2 separate regions of the Pan troglodytes genome follow, and region 2 is linked to region 1. Evidence: chromatin contacts called from public Hi-C data. All regions are on one chromosome and are shown on one strand. Each heading gives the region's core, a stretch centred on a gene start, on an enhancer-like site or on the middle of the called end of the contact. The rest is flanking DNA. Distances are from core to core; before and after follow the strand shown.

Region 1 (5,289 bases), core at 2,022-4,521:
AAAGTGCTGGGATTATAGGTGTAAGCCACTGTGTCTGGCCAGGATTTTTATACATGCATTCATAGGTGAAATGAACTTAATATATTTATTTATTGCTTTGTCCTTACTGATTTTGGAATCAAGATTATATTGGTTTCATAAAATGATCTGGGCAACTTTGGTCTTTTCTAACTTTCTGGAACAACTTATATAAGATAGAAATTAACTGATCCTTGAAAGTTCGGTACAACTCCAGAAACCCACAAGTTTTTCATTACCATGAATCCCTCCAGCTCCCCAAAAATAGTTTTCTACTGTTTACCACATTTTGAAAGATTTGGTTTAAATTAATATGTATGACTTTTTCTTTCCCCAGGTGACTGCGCGCTGTAGAGAAAATCCCCACAGCTCTGCAGAATGGCGCCATGACAAACTCAAAGTCACCACCCTCAACTGGACAGTCAACTCTTTTATTGTCCTCAAGTTAAAGGGTTGCACCTCTCTCCTCAAGTCCCCTTCTCAGGCTCACCTATTACCTTTGGATAGATGACCCAACCTCCTACTTGACTGAGAAAAGGTAGCCATTAGGGACTAGCCTCTTGAATCCACCTACCTCCTTACAATGACTCTGTCCACACCCAATCATACCTCTTTCCATCAGTCTCCAAACATAAGGTGTCCCTTCTTAAATCCAAGACAATCTCTGTAAACCTGCTCCAAATCCCCTCCCTTTCTCCCATGGACTTTGCCTGTTTTGACATCCCCTCTCTGTCCCGAAGTTTAAACTCTACCTCGCTATGGGGCTTGGGGGGCTCATTTTCCTCGGTTCAGCAACAGACTCAAATCTCACCCATCCCAAAATAAAATCCCTCTTTTGTGTGCTGTGGGGCAGACATTCTCACGCACTGCAGGTGGGAGTGTAAATTGGCAAGATCTTTCTGGGAAGCAATTTGGTAACCTGAGTCAAAAGCCTGAAAAATATTTGCACCCTTTGTCCCAGTAATCCTACCTCTAAAAAATTCATCTAAGGAAATAATCAGAAATGCTGACAAAGGTAGATGTTTAAAGATGTTAATCTCTCTGTTATTTTAACAGCAAAAATTGGAAACAATCTAAAGGCTTAACAATAGGGGATAACTTAAATAAATTGTACTTAAATGTAATAAAATACCGTACTATCACTAAAAATACAATTTTAAAAAGCATAATTGAATGGGAAACTGTTCATGAAGCAATGTTGGCTGTGAAGACGGCAGCACAGAAACAGTAGATACAGTCTGGTGCTGATTTTGTTACATATAAAAATAGCTAACACTTCTGGAATGTTAACTATTACATACGTTCTCTCACTCAATCCTCACAACATTCCTGTACAGTTAATACCGTTATTCACATTTTGTAGACAAAGAAACCAACCAGAAAGAAAAATACCAATATTTGGCAGGAGGTACTGATGAATTTTATTTTCTTCATTCTCTTTATTTTCCCATTTTTATTTATTTTTATTTTTTATTTTGTAGAGATGGAGTTTTGACATGTTGCCCAGGCTGGTTTCAAACTCCCGGGCTCAAGGGATCCTCCCACCTCGGCCTCCGAAAGTGCTAGGATTACAGGCATGAGCCACTGCATCCAGCCTGTATTTTCCAATTGTTTAAAGAGGAATTATTATTATTATCATTTTGTCAAACAGAAGTCCTGAATCATTGCTCCTCTTTCTGATTTATATATGCTAGTAGTGAATATTTTGGACAATACAGAGAAAATGCAATTTCCATTACTGCTACTCCAACTGCCACAGACAGCCACTGTGGACAGTTTGGCTTTTGTATTTCTATTTGCCTCTAAAATGTGTATGTAGACATATGCACTTTAAAAAGCAAACACGCCGGGCGCAGTGGCTCACACCTGTAATCCCAGCACTTTGGAAGGCCGAGGTGGTGGATCACTTGAGGCTGGGAGTTCGAGAGCAGCCTGCCCAACATGGTGAAACCTCCTCTCTACTAAAAATACAAAAATTAGCCAGGCGTGGTGGTGGGCGCCTGTAATCCCAGCTACTTAGGAGGCTGAGGCAAGAGAATCACTTGAACCTGGGAGGCGGACGTTGCGGTGAGCCAAGATCGCATCACTGCACTCCAGCCTGAGCAACGGAGTGAGAGTGTGTCTCAAACAAAAACAAAACAAAAACAACAACAAAAAAAGATCATGGAAACGTGGCTGTACATAGAACTCTACAATTTGGGCCGGGTGCGGTGGCTCACGCCTGTAATCCCAGCACTTTGGGAGGCCGAAGCAGGTGGATCACGAGGTCAGGAGTTCGAGACCAGCCTGATCAACATGGTGAAACCCGTCTCGACTAAAAATACAAAAGTTAGCCAGGCGTGGTGGCGGGCGCCTGTAGTCCCAGCTACTCCGGAGGCTGAGGCAAGAGAATTGCTTGAACCCGGGAGGCGGAGGTTGCAGTGACACAAGATTGAGCCACTGCACTCCAGCCTGGGTGACAGAGCGAGACTCCGTCTCAATAAATAAATACATACATAAATAACAACAACAAAAAAGAACTCTACAATTTGAGTCCAAAAGTGGCTGCATTTTGATGTCCAGGGGTCGCCGTCCTGCGGGAAGAGGATGTGCAGCGCCCGTTTCTGCTGGAGGGACCAGTTTACTTACGCCAGGCAGAGAGCCATCTCTGTGCCGCCCCACCCCAAGAGCTCCAAGTCTGGGCCTAGGAGAACTGAGTTCCTGTCATTTACTAGCTCTCCTAATCAACTTTTTTCTTTGGGAGCCCGTTTGCCCACTTTCAGACGGGGCAATATTTCCTGTCTTGCCCACTTTAAGGGAACGCTGTGACGTTCCAAGGGGCTGACGGGTGTGACTGGTTAAATCCCGCATCCAAGACAGTGGTCTTGGGACTCCTGTCCCTCCTCCCCATTTCCCGCTGCCTCAGGAATCCTTCGACCTGGCTTAAGGAGAAGAGAGGCCAGCGACCGCGGGAGGGGCAGGGACCTTGTGCCCTGCACAGCACTAGAGACCAGAAGCTCCAGGCTGGCTTTCCAGCCTTCCCCCCCACTCAAGAGTCCTGCGGCGCGCCCTGCGGAGTAGAAGGACTCGCCGCGTGCGGACGCGTAAGGGAGGCCCCTGGAGTGCAGCGGTGGAAGAGGGGAAACGCCGGGACTCTGGAAAGCAGGCTGCGTGGCGTCTACTTCCAACGCGCGTTTTAAAGGCACTGTGGGCGCGAGCCGGCGCAAAGGCTGGGGCCCTCCTCCGCGGAGCCGCCGCCCTCTGGTGGCGGCGTGCGAAAGTTACAGCAGCTCGCTCTGCCCCGGCTCCCCGCGCAGGGGTTGAGGGACTGGGTTGCCACTCACACATATTCTGAGCCAGGGGCCCTTAGGGAGCTCCCAATTGAGACCTGAAACCGGCCCGAAGGGGAAGCCTGACATGGGGGAGCCAGGACTGGGACCTGGGACTCCGGCTGCGCCCCCGATTGACGCTTACAACAGCACAATTATGGTCATTGTGAACGCAAAAAGCCCCAGACAGTTAAGATTTCATTCAGGCCATTGCAATAGGGAGAACGTTCATTAATGAGGAGCATCTCAAAGGGGACTGGGGTTTTAGAGAGGCAGGTAAACAATGGAGTCATCAGCGAATCTTAGGGAATAGTAAGAAAGGATGGAGATCCGTATTTCCTTGGGATGCGAGCTTAAGGTGGTCCTTTGTGGCTAGCTCTTTCCTTGGAACTTAAAGAGGTTGGAGAACTTTATCGTCGCTGCCTTCTGGAGGCACAGGGCTCAGATAAAGGTGAACATTGTCATAGTAAATGGTGCATGATGCAGGACAGCCATTTAAGAGGTGAGGGAAGTGAGACCCAGACCACCCAACTGTGATTTTTTGTGGCTGAAGCAAGATTCCAACCTGCAGACACCAAGACAGCAAAAAGTCCCCAACATGAAGTGCAGAGTTCCCTTGGAGAGTAAGATCAGAAGCTCAGGATGAGTTCCGCCAACAGCGGAAATGACGTCCTCCAAGACATGGAATCAACCTACGTCTCCATCAACAGATGATTGGATAAATAAAATATGACCTGTATACCCAATGGAATCGTGTTCAGACACAAAAATGAATGAAATTGTGTCTTCTGCAGCAGCATGGATGGAACTGGAGGTTGTTAGGTGAAAAAAGTCAGACACAGAAAGACAAATACTCATGTTCTCACTCATAAGTGGGAACTAAATAATGTATACATATGGGTGTGAGTATGAATGATAGTGGACGCAGAGAAGGGGATGTGGGGATGGATGATGAGAATTCACTTAATGGGTACAATGTATGTTATTTGGGTGATGGATACCCTGAAAGCCTGACATCACCACTATGAATTCTGTGCATGTAACAAAATTATACTTGTATCCCATAAATTTATACCAATCCAAAAATAAATAAATAGAAAGAAATTACCTGCTCCACAGCTTCTGTTTTGATAGAACGTATTGGAGAAGCATTGGGATTACCCAGATTACCCCAGGTATAGGGGAAGGGAGCTATGAAGTTACAGTGAAGACCCCCTAGTCAAGCCTCAGGAAGGGCCAGAAACAAGGCAGGTCTGGGATTCACCTGCTGTGTCTGTCTTTCAGCCAGTCAGTCGGTCTATCTCTGTCTCCAGGATACCCACTGTTATCTCTTCCACCAATCTCCATTCCCCCAACTTCAGCTGACATCTGGCCTCCTACAACTACCCTGGTCCCTGAATCTACTCAACCTTCCAGACACAGAGCTCACTTTTTTTTTTTTTTTTTTTTTGAGATAGAGTCTCACTCTGTTCCCCAGGCTGGAGTGCAGTGGCACAATCTCGGCTCACTGCAACCTCCACCTCCCGGGTTCAAGCAATTCTCCTGCCTCAGTCTCCCGAGTAGCTGGGACTACAGGCACATGCCTCCACACCTTGCTGATTTTTGTATTTTTAGTAAAGATGGGTTTTCACCATATTGGCCAGGCTGGTCTTGAACTCCTGACCTCAAGTGATCCACCTGCCTCAGCCTCCCAAAGTGCTGAGATTACAGGTGTGAGCTACCGCACCCAGCCACAGAGCCCACTTGTAACTGCAGCTTCCTACTGTATCTTTTAAGATCCCTCTCGAACAAGTTCATGCCTTCATGCCAGGGCATGAGTCAGCGGCTGCAGCCAGCCTATTCTCTCCCTGGCCTCTGGGTCCTGGGTTGTGTGGGGTGGGATGAGTGGGCTTTCATAATCTGCTTTTCACAGGGGATAGGGGCAGGACAGCTGCCCCTAGAAGTGTCAGGAGCGGCTGCATCA
Region 2 (5,733 bases), core at 1,222-3,721, 180 kb before region 1:
GGGGCCCCTAGATGGCTTCAGGATGGGTGCTGGTCCCCGCAAAATTAGAAGGGGGCTGGGTATGGTGGCTCACACCTGTAATCCCAGTACTTTGGGAGGCCAAGGTGGGAGGATCGCTTGAGCACAGGAAGTCAAGGCTGCAGTAGGCTGTGTTCACACCATTGAACACCAGGCTGGGTAACAGAGAGAGACCTCCTCCTTCCACCCCCAAAATAATTGAAAAGTGGGAACTTTCAGCCTCACCCCATGCCCTACCTCCAGGGAGAAGAAGGGGCTGGTGATTGAGTTATAAATTCTTCAGCAAGAGATAGAAGAGGTTCTGCACTGGCAAACACATGAGAGTACTGTGGGGAAGAGCAACAGGGCACGGAAGCTCTGCATAGTCCCCCTTTACATTGCCCTGTGCATCTCTTCCATTCAGTTATTTGAGTGGCATCCTTCATAATAAACTAGTAAATGTAAGAAACACATTTTCCTCAGTTCTGTGAGTCATTCTAGTGAATTATTCACCATGAGGAAGGAATTATAGGAAGCCTTGACTTCACAGCTGGTCAGTCGGAGTGCAGGTGGCCTAAGGAACTTGTGACTGGTGTCTGAAGGAGGGTATCCTTGTGGGACTGAGCCATTAATTTGTGGGATCTGAACTAACTCCTGGAGTTGACGTCAGAATTGAAATGACTTGTAGGCCACCCAGTTGCTGACAGAGAATTGAAGAATTGGTGTGGAAAGTCACCATGTATTTAGTGTCAGGAAGAACATCAGAGGTACATTCTTCTATTAAAAAATTTAATTATATTTGCTCTTTTTGTTTCTTTTTTGTTGAGACAGAGTCTCACTCTGTCGTCCAGGCTGGAGTGCAGTGGTGCCGTCTCGGCTCACTGCAACTGCGTCCCCTGGGTTCAAGAAATTCTCCTACCTCAGCCTCCCTAGTAGCTGTGATTATAGGTGTGCACTACCACACCTGGCTAATTTTTGTATTTTTAGTAGAGACAGGGTCTTGCCATCCCCGGCCCCACCTTCTAATTTTGTGGGGACCAGCACCCATCCTAAAGCCATTTAGGGGCCCCACTCCATGTCACCTCATTAGGTGTGATTGAAAGAGGCTTGTTATGAAAAGAGGCTTGTTATGTCTCAAACTCCTGACCTCAAGTGATCTGCCCACCTCGGCCTCCCGAAGTGCTGGGATTACAGGCATGAGCCACCACATCCTGCCAAAAAAAAACACTATATTTCTTTTTTTTCTTTTGAGACAGGGTTTCACTCTTGTTGCCCAAGCTGGAGTGCAATGGCACAATCTCGGCTCACTGCAACCTCTGCCTCCCAGGTTCAAATGATTCTCCTGCCTCAGCCTCCCAAGTAGCTGGGATTACAGGCACGCACCACCACACCCAGCTAATTTTTTGTATTTTTAGTAGAAACAGGGTTTCACCATGTTAGCCAGGCTGGTCTCGAACTCCTGACCTCAGGTGATCCACCTGCCTCAACTTCCCAAAGTGCTGAGATTACAGGCGTGAGCCACTGTGTTTGGCCTATATTTCATTTTTTTTTTAAAGAGAGGGTCTCCATATGTTGCCCAGGCTGGTCTAGACCTCCTGACCTCAAGTGATCCTCCCACCTCAGCTTCCCAATAGCTGGGATTATAGGCACAGGCCACCAAGCCCAAAAAATTATGTTTTAAAACTGTGTTGCTATAAATACAAATGTAATCCCAACTGATTATGTTAGTGGATCTTTGGGGTGTTGGTTTTTGGCTGGAAACCTCTGTGGCCAGTGGCGCCTTTGTCCAAGTTTTGCTCAGGCCCGCTGGGCTCACTCTGCCCACTTGGCTTTGCAGGCTGCGCTCGGCTCACACTACCAACCAGGATCCCTCCCCTGCCGAGGGAGACTGCATGAAGTGGTGAGGGGTGAGGGGTGTGTGAGTGAGCATGGAGTCCAACTGTGCAGTCAGACATGCCGGCTGCCTCAGCAGGGTGAGCAATTCTAGGTGCCAGCTTGCACGCTGGCTCTCTGCAAGGCTGCAGCTGGACCAGGCACATGCAAGCAGCTTCCATTCCTGGCACCAGGAAACATGGTGGTGCCTGGAAGCTTGGAGATACCAGGAACCGAAGGGCTCCAAAGACGGAGTGACAGCCCTGGCTTGAAGAGCTCCCAGGTCTGAGCTCCCCGAAGGGCCACAGCTCTTCTTTCCTCCTCTTCGCCTGCAAGGTGGCGAGATGAGGATGGCTCCTCTCTGCTAGGCAAGTCATCCCAACAAGTGTTGAGTTCTAGAAGCAAAGAGGGTAGCTCCTTCTGCAGCTAGTCATCCTGACAAGTGTTCAGCTATCAGCAGAGAGGGTAGCTCCTCTCTGCAGCTGGTCGTCTCATCATCTGCAGTGCTCTGGCTGAGCCCAGGGCTTTTATGGGCCTCAGATGGGAGGAAGTGCTGCCAATTGGTCTGTGGGCGGCCATGGGAGGGCCTGGAAAAGGCACCACAAGTTCCCACTCCAGTCAGCAGTACTAGCAGCCTGGCCTGAAGGTGGGGCTTCACCAGTAACCTGTCCTCTTCCACCCAGGAGCCGATCTGCCTCCTGCCACCATCCATGGTGCCCAGGCTGCTTGTGCAAAAGGGCACCTGTAGGCCAGTGCTGGGTTGCCCTCAGGCGCCCCTCAGCTTCCCCCCAGAGCTCCTTGGGGCCCAAATTCCGGAAAGGACCAAGACAGCAGGGGGCTGGTGTGTCAGCTCTGCTCCAAGTGTGCACACACCTGGCCAGACTGTAACAGTGCCTGGGCTCAGCCCCAACCCTGCTCTGAGATTGGAGCAGGCACCAGGGGCAGGGAGAGGCCAGGCAGCAGGAGCAGACACCCCCCAAGCCTGAGGGGGGAGGGGGACTTTCCCAGGACCCCAAGGGTGCAGACTGCAGAGATGCCCAGGTCCTGTGCCTGGGAGGGTAGGACTCCCACCTGCCTACTCTGTGGAGCAGCATGCAGGCAGCCCTGGCCATGCCTCCTTGCAGCTCCAGGTCCTTACTGGGCCCCTCTCTGCCCACCCCTCTGTGCCCAACCATGCTGCTCCCTGCTGGCAGGTGGCTCAGCTCAGCCCCATTGCAGTGGCACCCAACATGGCAGGCTTGGCGGGGGGGCTCTCGCTTACCCTGGCTCCTGCTGGCTCTGTGGAGCACAGCATTACTCCAGCCCAGCTCTGCCTCCTCCTGGCACCCTCCCCACAGCAGCTGACCTGATGACAGTGACCGCCGTGGACAGCCCGCTGCTGCCATCAATTGCACTTAATTTGTTCTTATTATTTGAAAAGATTTAAAGCATTTTCATGGGACCCTAAGATTATTGTGGCCTTCAGCCAATACAAAAAAAAAAAATGAAAAAACTCAAAATGAATCATAGACCTGAATTTAAAAATTAAAATTAAAAAATTATTAGATGAAAATCCCTATGTTATTGAGTTAGACATAGTCTTCTTAGATATGGATCACACACTTAGATATGAATACCAACATGCATGTTGGTAGGAAAGGTACAGCCACTATGGAAAATAGTTTGGTAGTTCCTTTGAAAACAAGATGTACTTACTGTACAACTCAGCATTTGCACCCTTAGACAGAGAAATGACATTTTCACACAGAAGTTTGTAGAAGAATGTTCATAGTAGCTGTATTTATGAGTCCAAAACTGGAAACTACCCAAATCTCCTTTGATGAATAAATGGCTAAAACTGCGATACATACATACCATGGACTACTAATCAGCAATGAGAAAACAATACAACACCTTGGATAAATCTCTAGGAAATTATGCTGGGTTAAAAAAAATAATTTCAAAAGAATACATAGTACATTATTGCCTTTATGTAACAATCATGTAATAACATAATTATAGACATAGGCTGGGCTTGGTGGCTCGCACCCATACTCCCTGCACTTTGGGAGGCTGAGTCAGGTGGATCGCTTGAGCCCAGGAGTTCAAGACCAACCTGGGTGACATAGCAAGACCCCTGTGTCTAAAAATAATAATAATAATAACATAATTATTGAGATAGAGAACAGGCTAGTCATTCTCTGGGGATTAGGGAAGGGTAGAAAGGATGGGTGATATTGATGCCAATTTTTTGGTTGTGATACTGTATTATAGTTGCATAGGATGTTAACATTGCAGGAGACTGAGAGAAGGGTACATGTGACTTCCCCGTACATTTCTCTTGCAGGTGACTCTACAATTATTTCAAAATAAAAAGTAGGTGTATATAGACTGTCCCCAGCTTACAATGGTTTGATCTACAATTTTAAAACTTTACCACCGTGCAAAAGCAATACACATTTGGCCAGGCGCAGTGGCTCATGCCTGTAATCCCAGCACTTTGGGAGGCCGAGGTGGGTGGATCATCTGAGATAAGGAATTCAAGACCAGCCTGGGCAACATGGTGAAACCCCATCTCTACTTTTTAGTAGTATTTTTATACAAAATTCAGCTTGGCACAGTGGCATGTGCCTGTAATCCCAGCTACTGGGGAGGCTGAGGCAGGAGAATTACTTGAACCCAGGAGGTGGAGGTTGCACTGAGCTGAAATCACACCACTGCACTCCAGCCCAGGCGACAGAGCAAGACTCCATCTCAAAAAAAAAAGCAATACACATTCAGTAGAAACCATACTTCAAGTACCTATACAACCATTCTGTTTTCACTTTCAAAAATTATCCAATAAATTAACACATAAGATATTAAACACTTTATGATAAAATAGGCTTGTGTTAGGCAATTTTGCCCAATTGTAAGCTAATATAAGTGTTCTGAGCACATTTAAGGTAGGCTAGGGTAGGCTATGATGTTTGGTAGGTTAGGTGGATTAAATACATTTTCAATTTGAGATAGTTTCAGTTTATGATGGGTTTGTCTGAACGTAATCCCATCTTAAGCTGAGGAACATCTGTATGTGTACATATATGAAAAGTATACATATGTGTATGTGTTTATGTGTGTATACATATATGTGTTTGTGTATGTATATATGTACATACATATATTGCATATATTGAAACGTTGACATCGATAACACCCATCCTCTCTACCCATCCGTAATTCCCAGAGAACTACTAGCCTGTTCTCCATCTCTATAATTACATTATTATTACTTTTTTAGGGGGGTGTGTGTGTGTGTGTGTGTGTGCATAATGAAGATGCAATATGTCCGAATTTGTGGAGAGAGGGACATCAGCAAAATGGAGAAATAGGCAGCTACAAACTTTCACACCGCCACAGAAATATTGAACAAATAACCAGAAATTGTCAGAGCAACTTTATCAGAACTTTGGGAAATAGTTAAAGATTTACAGCAACCAAGGAAATGCTCATTTTAAAAAATTATTTATTACCTTTTAAATTTTTTATGTTTTTAGAGACAAGGTTTCATCACATTGCCCAGGCTGGTCTTGAATTCCTGGGCTCACGTAATCCTCCTGCCTTAGCCTCCCAAAGTGCTCTGATTATAGGGTAAGCCAACACGCCCAGCCAATTTTTTTTCTAAGGCAACTTGAAAATGGAAAGAAAACTTTATGAACCCTTCCCTGACTCAATAGCAGTCTTAGCGACAGCAGCCCACCTTCCCAGGGTGGGACTCCGGTCCTTGTTTATAGAGAGCAGAGCCAACTTTATACACAATTATTAGGTATGTCTATTCTAACCTGCCTGGGTGTTACCTGAAAAACTGATACAAAGTGCTCATTTCTGTTTTCACACTGTAACCCA

The links. A called contact is a pair of places that touch in the nucleus more often than the background predicts.
Region 2: a contact with region 1 is called in a Hi-C map of induced pluripotent stem cells, with 1.7 times the contacts expected there. The contact joins two enhancer-like sites. A contact is called at or near these places in 3 of 7 Hi-C or Micro-C datasets (induced pluripotent stem cells and stem cell-derived neural progenitor cells) and 1 of 1 datasets of contacts at active chromatin or transcription factors (stem cell-derived excitatory neurons).

Annotation. Positions count from the first base shown.
Region 1 is chr16:59,856,958-59,862,246 of NHGRI_mPanTro3-v2.0_pri, reverse strand. All of the region lies in intron 9 of SKOR1 (SKI family transcriptional corepressor 1), which reads right to left. Among named protein-coding and RNA genes, the nearest start is that of PIAS1, 9.5 kb to the left of the region's middle. Within about 2 kb of position 3,271, at least 13 of the 24 cell types and tissues checked have an H3K27ac peak or open chromatin away from gene starts, as enhancers often do. A contact at or near this core is called in induced pluripotent stem cells, where this site is marked.
Region 2 is chr16:60,038,064-60,043,796 of NHGRI_mPanTro3-v2.0_pri, reverse strand. The region is part of intron 1 of PIAS1 (protein inhibitor of activated STAT 1); the gene reads right to left. Among named protein-coding and RNA genes, the nearest start is that of CALML4, 160 kb to the left of the region's middle. Within about 2 kb of position 2,471, at least 2 of the 24 cell types and tissues checked have an H3K27ac peak or open chromatin away from gene starts, as enhancers often do. A contact at or near this core is called in induced pluripotent stem cells, where this site is marked.